2 separate regions of the Sus scrofa genome follow, and region 2 is linked to region 1. A link is a contact called in public HiChIP or PLAC-seq data. All regions are on one chromosome and are shown on one strand. The core of a region is the stretch at or near the end of the contact, and the rest is flanking DNA. Distances in the headings are between cores, read along the strand shown. Region 1 has its middle 3.5 kb from the start of CDC23. Region 2 overlaps KDM3B (lysine-specific demethylase 3B).

Region 1 (5,267 bases), core at 127-2,626:
TTTTCTGACAGGGTTAGTATCCTCCGCTTAACAGCACACCTGCCAGGAAAGTGCTTTTCGCCACCTAGTGGATGCTTGATAAACACTTGCTGAACTGAACCCAGAATGCAAGAGAAATTGCACAAGCACACAGCTGCTTTTAATATCTTTGTTGGGAAGAAAACTTACCCTACCAGAGAAAGAGGAAGGAAAGGAGGGAGGAAGGGAAAGAGTTTATTACTGGGTACTTTGTGTATCATTTCCTCTGGTCCTTAGAGCAGCCCTTTGTGCTCAGTGACAGACCATCTGTATTAGCACCCTCATTTCACATATGAAGAGGTTTAGTGACTAGCCACTGCTGGTAGGTCTTTCTGATTCCAAAGTTCAGGTCTTTTTCCATTATACTACAAAGTTCTTCTATCGGAGAATAAATGATTTTTAAATAATAATAAAAATACAGGGCATTCCTGTCATAGCACAGCGGAAATGAATCTGACTAGTATCCATGAGAAAGCGGGTTTGATCCCTGGCCTCGCTCAGTGGGTCAGCCATCTGGCATTGCCGTGAGCTGTGGTGTAGGTCACAGACACGGCTCGGATCTCTCATTGCTGTTGCTGTGGCTGTGGTGTAGGCCAGCAGCTGTATCTCCGATTTGACCCCTAGCCTGGGGTTCTCCACATGCCAAGGGTGCGGGCCTGAGTTGTTTATATATATATATATATATGTATATATATATGTATATATAAAAACAACTCCTATTTATTGACTTCCAACCATATGCCAAGGTCTGTGCCAAAGATTTCACATAAATGATTATCTCATTTAACCCTTGTGCAAATATCGTCTTATTAAATCTCACCACAACCATTTAAGGTTGGTATTTTTCTTATTATTCCCATTTTATAGATAAGGATACTGAAGTCCATAAGAATTAAGTATCTTGCTCTAGGTTTCATAGCTGTGAAATGGCAGAGTGCAGAAAGAAAAAAAAAATTCTTTAAAAGGAACAGAATAGAGAGTTATGTTGTGGCATAGCAAGTTAAGGATCTGGCATCGTCCCTGCAGCAGCTCTGGTGACTGCTGTGGCTCAGGTTGGATCCCTGGCCTGGCAACTTCCATGTGCTGCCAGTGCAACCTAAATAAATAAGTAAATAAACAGAGCAGAATGAAAGAAAGAATGTACAAAAAAGAAGAAAGGAAAGGAGAAAAGGCAAAGGGAAGAGATGGAAGGAGGAAGCAGACTTTTGCTGGAGGGGCTTCTAAAGAACTGATAATCTCTTTGGTCTTGGCCACAAAAGAGGTGAGGACGGCGACGTCATCATTGGGAAAGTGTCACAGTAATGCATACACACTGTGCCACCTTCAGAAGTCCATCTGTGACAAATGTGGTTACTCGGCCAAGAAGAAGAGAGAGTATGACTGGGGTGCTAAGGCTAAAAGGGAAATACTGTAACTGGTGATGAGGCACCTGAAAAATTATATGTTGCATGTTCTTTAAGGAACAATACCTAAACCCAAGAGGGCAGCTGTTGCAGCATTCGGTTCATCTTGTGGATTTCAGCAATTAGTCATGCAATAAATGTCTGGTTTAAAAAAAAATTGGGGGTGGGAGGCAGTTCCTGTCGTGGTGCAGCGGAAATGAGTCTGACTAGGAACTTGAGGTTGCGGATTTAAACCCTGGCCTCGCTCAGCGGATTAAGGATCTGGTGTTGCCGTGAGCTGTAGTGTAGGTCGCAGAAATAAATAGGTCGCAAAATAAATAAATAAATAAAATAAAAAAGAACTGGTTAAAAAAATAAAGATCTGGTAATGTTCTATTTCTTAATCTGAGTAGTGAGTCAAAGTCAAGGTACTCTTCTAGTATTCTTTTTTTTTGGGGGGGGTTTGTCTTTTTAGGGCCGCACCTGAGGCATATGGAGGTTCCCGGCTAGGAGTCAAATCAGAGCTGTAGCCACCGGCCTACACCAGAGCCACAGCAATGCAGAGATCTGAGCCGCGTCTGCGACCTACATCACAGCTCACAGCAGCGCCAGATCCTTAACCTGCTGAGTGGGGCCAGGGATCGAACCCTCAACCTCATGGTTACTAATCAGGTTCTTTACCCACTGAACTACGATGGGAACTCCTCTTTTAGTATTCCTTAAATTGTTCTTATGTACTGTATGTTATATATGGGCACACTTATATACTATAAGTTATCATATCTGTTAAATGCAAATTAGTGATCGTATATGTAAAGATCCCAGCAGAGAGTAAGTGTTCAAGAATAGCTTACATGTATCCAGTGCTGAGTCTGTTAACAATTGCTCTAAATATATTACACGAATTATTTCATTCAGTTCTAATCCAACTGAGTAGCAGGAATTATTATTATCTTCATTTTATCAATGAGCGATCTCAAGGAAATAGAATAAATGATATTTCCAAGATCTTGGGAATATGGTAATAGTGGAGTTAGGTTTAAACCTAGGTAATATGGCTTAGAGTCCACAATCTATAGCTCTCCACTCGACTGCCTTAGGATAAAGAACTCATTATTATCAGCATTCTTCCTCTGGAGTGAGAGGAAAGGTAAAAGGAGGCCTAAGGTCAGTTCAGAAATAAAACGCCTTTGAACCAGGCTGACATTGGTGGTGTTGGAAGGTCAAGGAAGCAGAGGTCAGGGGTTCACAAAGTTCTGCATCATTAAAGGTGGTGATTGTGGCTTTCATTTTTTAAAACATTTAACAAATAAGATAATTATTTAAATAGTTTCTGGAAAAAAGGGAACAGTTTTGAGTCTCGACTGAATGAAAGAATGAATGTGAGGTGGTTCCTGGTGGTCAGATGAACATGAAACAGTGTACAGCTGACCCCTGAATAACATGGGGGTTAGGGGTGCCAACCCCTCAGTAGAAAATACAAGTATAACTTTTGCGTTCCTCAATACTTAACTACTAATTACCTACCTTTTTTAATTTTTTTTTTTTAAAGGGCCCCACCTGTGGCGTATGGAGGTCCCCAAGCTAGGAGTCAAATCGGAGCTGCAGCTGCCAGCCTATGCCAGAGCCCCACAGCAGTGCTGTATCCGGGCCATGTCTGTGACTTATACCACAGCTCACAATGATACTGGATCCTTTAACCCACTGAACCAGGCCAGGGATTGAACCCTTGTCCTCATGGGTTTGCAACCTCCTAAGCCACAATAGGAACTCCTAATAACCTACTCTTAACTGACGTTTAACCTGTAACATAAGCAGTCAATTAACAATATTTTGTGTGTTTTAGGCACTATATAGTGTATACTTACAATAAAGTAAACTGGAGAAAAATATTAAGAAAGGAAGAGAAAGAGCTCCCTGGTGGCCCAGAGATTAAGGATCCAATGTTGTTCCTCCTTTGGCTTGGGTTTGATCCCTAGCCTGGGAACTTCCACATGCTGTGTGCGCACCCCCCCCCCAAATAAGAAAGAAAAAGAAAGGAAGAGAAAATACATTTAGAGTACATATATGTATTTATGAAAAAAAATCTGCATGTAAGTGAATCTGCACAGTTCTAACCCACATCATTCAAGGGTCAGCTGTTTTACTCAGTTGAACACTGGAAGCCTCTCTGTTGGTTCTGACTGTTGTAGTGCTTTATTCTGTCACATATACATTAAAAATTTACCCACGATGGATAATAGTTAATGTCTCTAGGCAGGGAGTTCCCATCGTAGCTCAGAGGAAACCAATCTGACTGGACTCCATGAGGACACAGGTTCAATCCCTGGCCTTGCTCAGTGGGTTAAAGATCTGTCATTGACATGAGCTGTGGTGTAGGTTGCAGATGTGGCTTGGATCCTGGGTTGCTGTGGCTGTGGCTTAGTCTGACAGCTGCTGCTCCGATTAGACCCCTAGCCTGGGAACCTCCATATGCTGCGGGTATGGCCCTAAAAAGACAAAAGACAAAACACACACACACACACACACACACACACACACACACACACAAACCCAACCCTGTAAACAGTATATACCACTTGAAGTTCTGAAAGGATAAATTAAAAATATAACTCCTGAGTTAAGAAACACAGATCATCTTCTCTCTAAATAGTTTTTTTGATAGTCAAGATGTATCTTATTTCATTTATTTACTTATTTAATTTTTTTTTTCACTCATCTTTTTGGCTACGCCAGCAGCATATGGAAATTCCTGGGCCAGGGATGGAATCTGAGCTGCAGCTGAGACCTATACCAGAGCTATGGAGACACGAGATCCTTAACACGGGAACTCTTAGATGTATCTCATTTTATGTTTTTTTTTTTGGCTGCCCCACAGCATATGGAAGTTTCCTGGTGAGGGATCAGATTCCAGGGGGCAGTTGCTGCCTATGCCACAACTGTGGCAATGCTGGATTCTTAACCCACTGTGCCAGGCTGGGGATCAAACCTGGGTTCTGGTGCTCCAGAGACACTGCTGATCCGGTTGAGCCACAAAAGCTACTTTATAGCTGATATGAGTGCTGAATAATTTTTTTCTTTTTTTAAATTTATTTTTATTTTATGTTGGAGTGTAGTTGATTTACAATGTTGTGGTAGTTTCAGGTAAACAGCAAAGTTATACATATACAACATTTATTCTTTTTCAGATTCTTTCCCCATGTAGATTATTACAGAATATTGAGTAGAGTTCCCTGTGCTGTACAGTATGTCCTTGTTGATTATTTTATTTTTGGCTGCACCTGCAGCATGCCAAGGATGCCAAATTCTCAGACCAGGGATCCAACTCATGCCACAGGAATGACAATGCAGGATCCTTAACCAACAGGCCACTTGGGAACTCCAGTTAGCAATTTGATATATAGCAATGTGTGTATGTTAACCCCAAACTCCTAATTTATCCTACCCCCTTTAAATTATAAGTTTAAAACAAATATAAAATGTGTATCACTTGTGAAACAGGAAAAAAATTAGTATTTTGCCTTCATATACTGCATAGTATGGTGCAATAAAGTTGACTTTATGAAACAATCTTTAATAATAGATGTTAATCTAAACAACATTCTTTACCTAAAATCACTTCTATTTAACACCCAAAGAATGACAAAAGTGGCTTAAAACGTTCCCAGGGATACTATGAAAGGGTGAAAAACAACACAAGATTAAAAATGTTTATGTAATGTTTAAGAACCATGGGTTTTTGAGTCAGAGCTGGGTTATAATCTAGATGCTCTCCTTGGGAAAATGATCTGAACTCTCTAAACTTTCAATTCTTTCATCTGTAAAATTGCGGGAGTACCCGTCGTGGCACAGTGGAAACGAATCCGA
Region 2 (5,397 bases), core at 1,212-3,711, 130 kb before region 1:
ATGGCAAAAAGACAAAAAAAAGAAACTGATACAGTGTTCATGAGGATGTGGGTTCGATCCCTGGCCTTACTCAGTGGGTTAAGGATCCAGTGTTGCTGCAAACTGAGGTGTAGGTCACAGACGAAGCTCAGATTATTGGACCTGGTGTTGCCACAGCTGTGGTGTAGTCTGCAGCTACAGCTCTGATTCAAATCCTAGCCCAGGAACTTCCAGATGCTGCAGGTGTAGCTAGAAAAAGAAAACAAACAAAACTATCATATGATGCAACAATTCCACTTCTGGGTATTTATCTGAAGGAAATGAAATCAAAAAAAAAAAAAATATATATACACACACACACACACACACACACACATATACATATACACACATATGCATATACATACATATATACACACACATATATATATACACACACATACACACACACACACACACACACACACACACACACACACACACACACACACACACACACATATATTTTTTTGTCTTTTTAGGCCTGCACCTGCAGCATACGGAAGTTCCAGGCTACAGGTTGAATCAGAGTTGCGGCTGCCATCCTACACCATAGCAACACAGCAGCTGAGCTGTGTCTGCAACCTATACCACACCTCACAGCAACGCTGTATCTTTTACCCCACTGAGTCAGGCCAGGGATCAAACCCACATCCTCACGGATACTAATCGTGTTCTTAACCTGCTGAGCCACAAAAGGAACTCCTGAAATCACTATCTGGAAGAGATATCTGCATCCCCATGTTCAGCATACAGCGTTATTTACAAGAGCCAAGACGTAGAAACACCTAAGTATCTGGTGATGGATGAATGGATAAAGAAAATGTGGTGTATACACACAGACACACATGAATATTACACACAATGAAAAATTATTCAGTCATAAAAAAGGAGACAATCTTGCCATTTACAAGAACATAGCTGAATCTCCAGGGCATTATGCTAAGTGAAACAGACAGAGAAAGACAAATGCGGTACGATTTCACTTACATGCAGAACCTCAAACAACTGATCTCATAGACTCGGAGTGGTTGCCAGAGGTGGGAGAGTGGGGGGAATGGATGAAAGCGGTCAAAGGGTATAAAATGAGTAAGTTCTGGGCATCTAACGTATAGCATGATGACTATAGCTAATAATGCTACTGTATTATATACTTGAAAGTATACCTTAAAAGGTCTTATACAAAAACATAACTATGTGAGTCAATGGAAGTGTTAACTAACCTTATTGTGACAATCATTTCAGATACATTATATATATATGTATAAAACTATCATGTTGTATACAAACTTATACAATGTTATATGTCAACTATATCTCAATAAAGCTGGCAAAAATTAAACAGTTTCTATGGAAAAAAAAAAGACTTTAAGATTACAAACATTGTTTCATAACCTTACTATAAAAAAGCAAGGTGAAAAATTATTCAGAAACAAAGTATCAAATATTATCTAATATAAAGTTTCAGAAGACACAGGAGAAAAGATCTCCAATTTTTCCTCTGGTAACTTCAGAATAAAAGTGTGCTAAGGCCTAAGCATTGGAGTTTAGGGAATTCTAAAGAGTCCTGCTATTGGATAAATACCTTTAGTACAGGAGTAAATAGGAGTAAAAGCCAAATATGTTCCTAGCCAATAAAAGTCACTCACCAGGGCTGGCCACTGTGCAATTGAGACTCGAGTGCCCTGGACAAGGACTGGGTCCTTCCGGGGTGCCCATACCAGAGACCCTTCCAGCAGAAGCACAATAACCTCTTCAGCGTGAACTTTAACCCAGGAGTGTTCCTTCCAGTTACAGCCGTCAAATTCTACAAAGATCTAGAAAAAGAGTTAAAAATCAATCTTTAGGTTACCTTTGGAAAAATCCAACATTACAATGCATGAACAAACACAAACCTTCTGTTTTGAAAAAATGACTAGGTAAAATTCTACTATCTTATTTTTAAGTTCTTTTAATGGATTTCAATAAAAAACAATCTTACTTCAAAGCCAGGAAGCTGCTCTCATCCTCACTCTGAAAAGAGGGTACAGAGTTAAGGGGTTGTAAGTTATCTACAGTTAGTAAATTTTTAGCTGTGACCCTACTGAGATTTTCAACTCTCAGTTTCCAATTCACATCTAGGCACACCAGCTGGGGGCTTATTATACATAAGGCACTATGCTAGGTTCAGGAATACAGAGAAGAATCTAGCACAGTTCCTGGTCTCAAGGAGCTCAAGAGTTTAATATGTGGGAAGAGAAATTTTCTTATATTTCTTCTGAAAATGACTCAAATTTTAAAATTAATTTTGAATAGGTTATATACACACATGGTACAAAATTCAAAAGGATAAACACTAAAAAAAAAAAAAAAAAAAAAAAAAGACTCTCCCAGTCCCCTGAGTGAATTTTTATAGTACCACTAACTGCCGGGAGTGATCTCACATCGACCAGCAGAGGCACACTGTCATCACAGTCATCACAACGATGCTTTGCTTCCTCCCAGAAAAGGCTCCGCTTTTTGAGATATACTTAAGTAGCCTCTGTAAGGAGTTTTTGAAATCAATTCATATTAAATGAAACTACATTTTTCTTTCTTTCTTTTTGGCCGTACCCATGGCACACAGAAGTCCCCAGGCCGGGAAATGAAACTGCACCACAGAACTGATCTGAGCTACAGCAGTGACAATGCCAAATCCTTAACTGCTAGGCCACCCAGAAACTCTGAAACAACATTTTTCTAATAAATAGCATACTTAGGCTTAACTTTTCCATATAAATTCTGATATCTGAGCCTGTTCAATACAGCATAAAAAGGAAGACATATGCATATAGATATCAATATTTAGAACAGAAATTCTAGGGCCCAAAATACAGCTGGTCACAAAAAGAAAGACTAAAGCATTTATATCCCATTTCATTTTTTTTTTTTCGTCTTTTTGCTATTTCTTGGGCTGCTCCCGCAGCATATGGAGGTTCCCAGGCTAGGGGTCGAATCAGAGCTGTAGCCACTGGCCTATGCCAGAGTCACAGCAACATGGGATCCGAGCCGCGTCTGCAACCTACACCGCACGCAGCTCACAGCAATGCCAGATCCTTAACCCACTGAGCAAGGGCAGGGACCGAACCCAAAACCTCATGGTTCCCAGTTGGATTTGTTAACCACTGCGCCGCGCCGGGAACTCCCCATTTCATTTTTTTTTTTTTTTGTCTTTTGTCTTTTTGTTGTTGTTGTTGTTGCTATTTCTTGGGCCGCTCCCGCGGCATATGGAGGTTCCCAGGCTAGGGGTTGAATCGGAGCTGTAGCCACCGGCCTACGCCAGAGCCACAGCAACGCGGGATCCGAGCCGCGTCTGCAACCTACACCACAGCTCACGGCAACGCCGGATCGTTAACCCACTGAGCAAGGGGCAGGGACCAAACCCGCAACCTCATGGTTCCTAGTCGGATTCGTTAACCACTGCGCCATGACGGGAACTCCCCCATTTCATTTTTAAAGAATTTTAGTTGGCTCCTGGGAAATATGCAATAAAATAAAATATAAATTAAAAAATCAAGGCTAAGCAAACTACAAAGTGTAAAAAGAGGTAATGAGCTCCCGCTGTGGTGGAATGGGATTGGCAGCATCTCTGCAGTGCCAGGATGTAGGTTCAATCCCCTGCCCAGCACAGGGGGTTAAAGGATCCGGTGCTGCACTGGAAATTGGATCTGATCCCTGGCCCAGGAACCCCATATGTCATGGGGTGGACAAAAAAGAGAGAAAAAAAAAAAAAAGGAGGGAAAACTTGATCACGCAATAAGGATTTATACAGCTATATGACTGCATGATATATGGCATGATTGAGTGATTGATTGATTTGGCTCTGAGCTTCCCAAAGGTCACTATGAAAATGGAGAGGTCAGCTGCACAGTCCTCACTGTCTAAAAGGAAAGCACAAAGCAATTACTCAGGGAAGCAACACTTTCCAACTACGTGCCTCTACAAGAAATTTCTCACATGACTCTTGCTAAGGCAACAACGAGTGATGCAGGACAATGTCAGAATCCCCACAGCAGTCACTCCCAGCTAGAAACCACAGAGTTATCAGGAAGATCTGTAAGTACTAAGGGTATCAAGCATTTCCTACAGACTGAATATTAAAGCCTAGTACATGTGTCATTATTATTTTTCAAATATTTGTAGATGATACAATGAATAAAATTGAAACCCATTAAAATTGTTACTGAATTCATATCAGCTTTTATTGGTATATTAGTTCTTCTCTAAGTCAAGTTAAAAATCAGAGTTACAACTACATGAAAATTCAGGATACTTATACTTGAAAAGTGTGGAACCACTGCTTAGTAGCCTAGCATTGGGCTTAATCTCTTTACAAATAAGAAATACTTATGAACTCAAGTGCACTGCTGGAAAATTATCCCAGAAATTAAATTCATTATAGAAAGTTCTAGTTTTAATTTTTATAATATACAAAGTAAGCTTCATTTCGACTAAAAAAAAAAAAAAGGACAGGAAAATAAGGCTCAGAAAGAGGAAGCATGATTTTTATAGAGAAAGAACACTAAACTGCATTGAATATATGAATGGACTCACTCATATATACATCTACGTTCTAAAGGAATAAAAATACAACTTCAAGTAACTTGCAGACAACTGGAAAGAGATGAATTCAAATTTACATTTAATTGTAGACTCTGGTAACAAGAAACACACTAATGAAGAAAGCTTGGGGCTTATGTTCTGGGAGGCTTGGATTTGAGCCTTCGCCCCACTTTCTATTAAATACAAAATTTGAGGCAAATCACTCTTCCCTCCTCAAGTTTTGTTTTCCTCCCTTGTAATAAGACACACCCTTCTTCCTTACCTCATAGACTGGTTGTGAAAACTCAATAAAGTAATGGGTTTAAAAGCACTTTGGTCAATTACAAAGCCCTACTTGTGCAATAATATGCAATAAAATAAACAAAAATAAAATAAAATAGAAAATAGAGGGGTGTTTAGAGACAGGAGAGATCACTTCAGATGTACAAAGAGACTGATAAGGGCTGAGTTTAAAGAAAAAAAATGCAGTCCGAGTCAAGTTTTAAGACAGCCAGGAGCTTACAGCATGCTGTGGGGAAGGAGAAAGAGATGAGTCTAAAAAGACTAAGAGTCACATTTAAGAGAAGAGCTAACACCTATCCTTCTGAAACTATTCCAAAAAGTTGCAGAGGAAGGGATTCTCCCAAACTCATTCTATGAGGCCACCATAACCCTGATACCAAAACCAGACAAAGATACCACAAAAAAAGAAAACTACAGCCCAATTTCACAGATGAACATCGATGCAAAAATCCTCAACAAAATACTAGCAAACCGGAGTACCCGTCATGGCGCAGTGGTTAACGAATCCGACTAGGA

The links. HiChIP or PLAC-seq counts read pairs in DNA pulled down with a chosen protein or histone mark.
Region 2: an H3K27ac HiChIP or PLAC-seq map of alveolar macrophages shows a contact between it and region 1. The contact joins two enhancer-like sites. A contact is called at or near these places in 2 of 47 Hi-C or Micro-C datasets (liver and mesenteric adipose tissue) and 1 of 2 datasets of contacts at active chromatin or transcription factors (alveolar macrophages).

Annotation. Positions count from the first base shown.
Region 1 is chr2:140,231,665-140,236,931 of Sscrofa11.1, reverse strand. It overlaps a transcript of CDC23 not described here. Among named protein-coding and RNA genes, the nearest start is that of CDC23, 3.5 kb to the right of the region's middle. Within about 2 kb of position 1,376, at least 3 of the 83 cell types and tissues checked have an H3K27ac peak or open chromatin away from gene starts, as enhancers often do. A contact at or near this core is called in alveolar macrophages, where this site is marked.
Region 2 is chr2:140,364,630-140,370,026 of Sscrofa11.1, reverse strand. It overlaps KDM3B (lysine-specific demethylase 3B), which reads right to left. Exons shown (of 26, transcript XM_003480917.4): 3 at 1,668-1,835. Among named protein-coding and RNA genes, the nearest start is that of KDM3B, 21 kb to the right of the region's middle. Within about 2 kb of position 2,461, at least 7 of the 83 cell types and tissues checked have an H3K27ac peak or open chromatin away from gene starts, as enhancers often do. A contact at or near this core is called in alveolar macrophages, where this site is marked.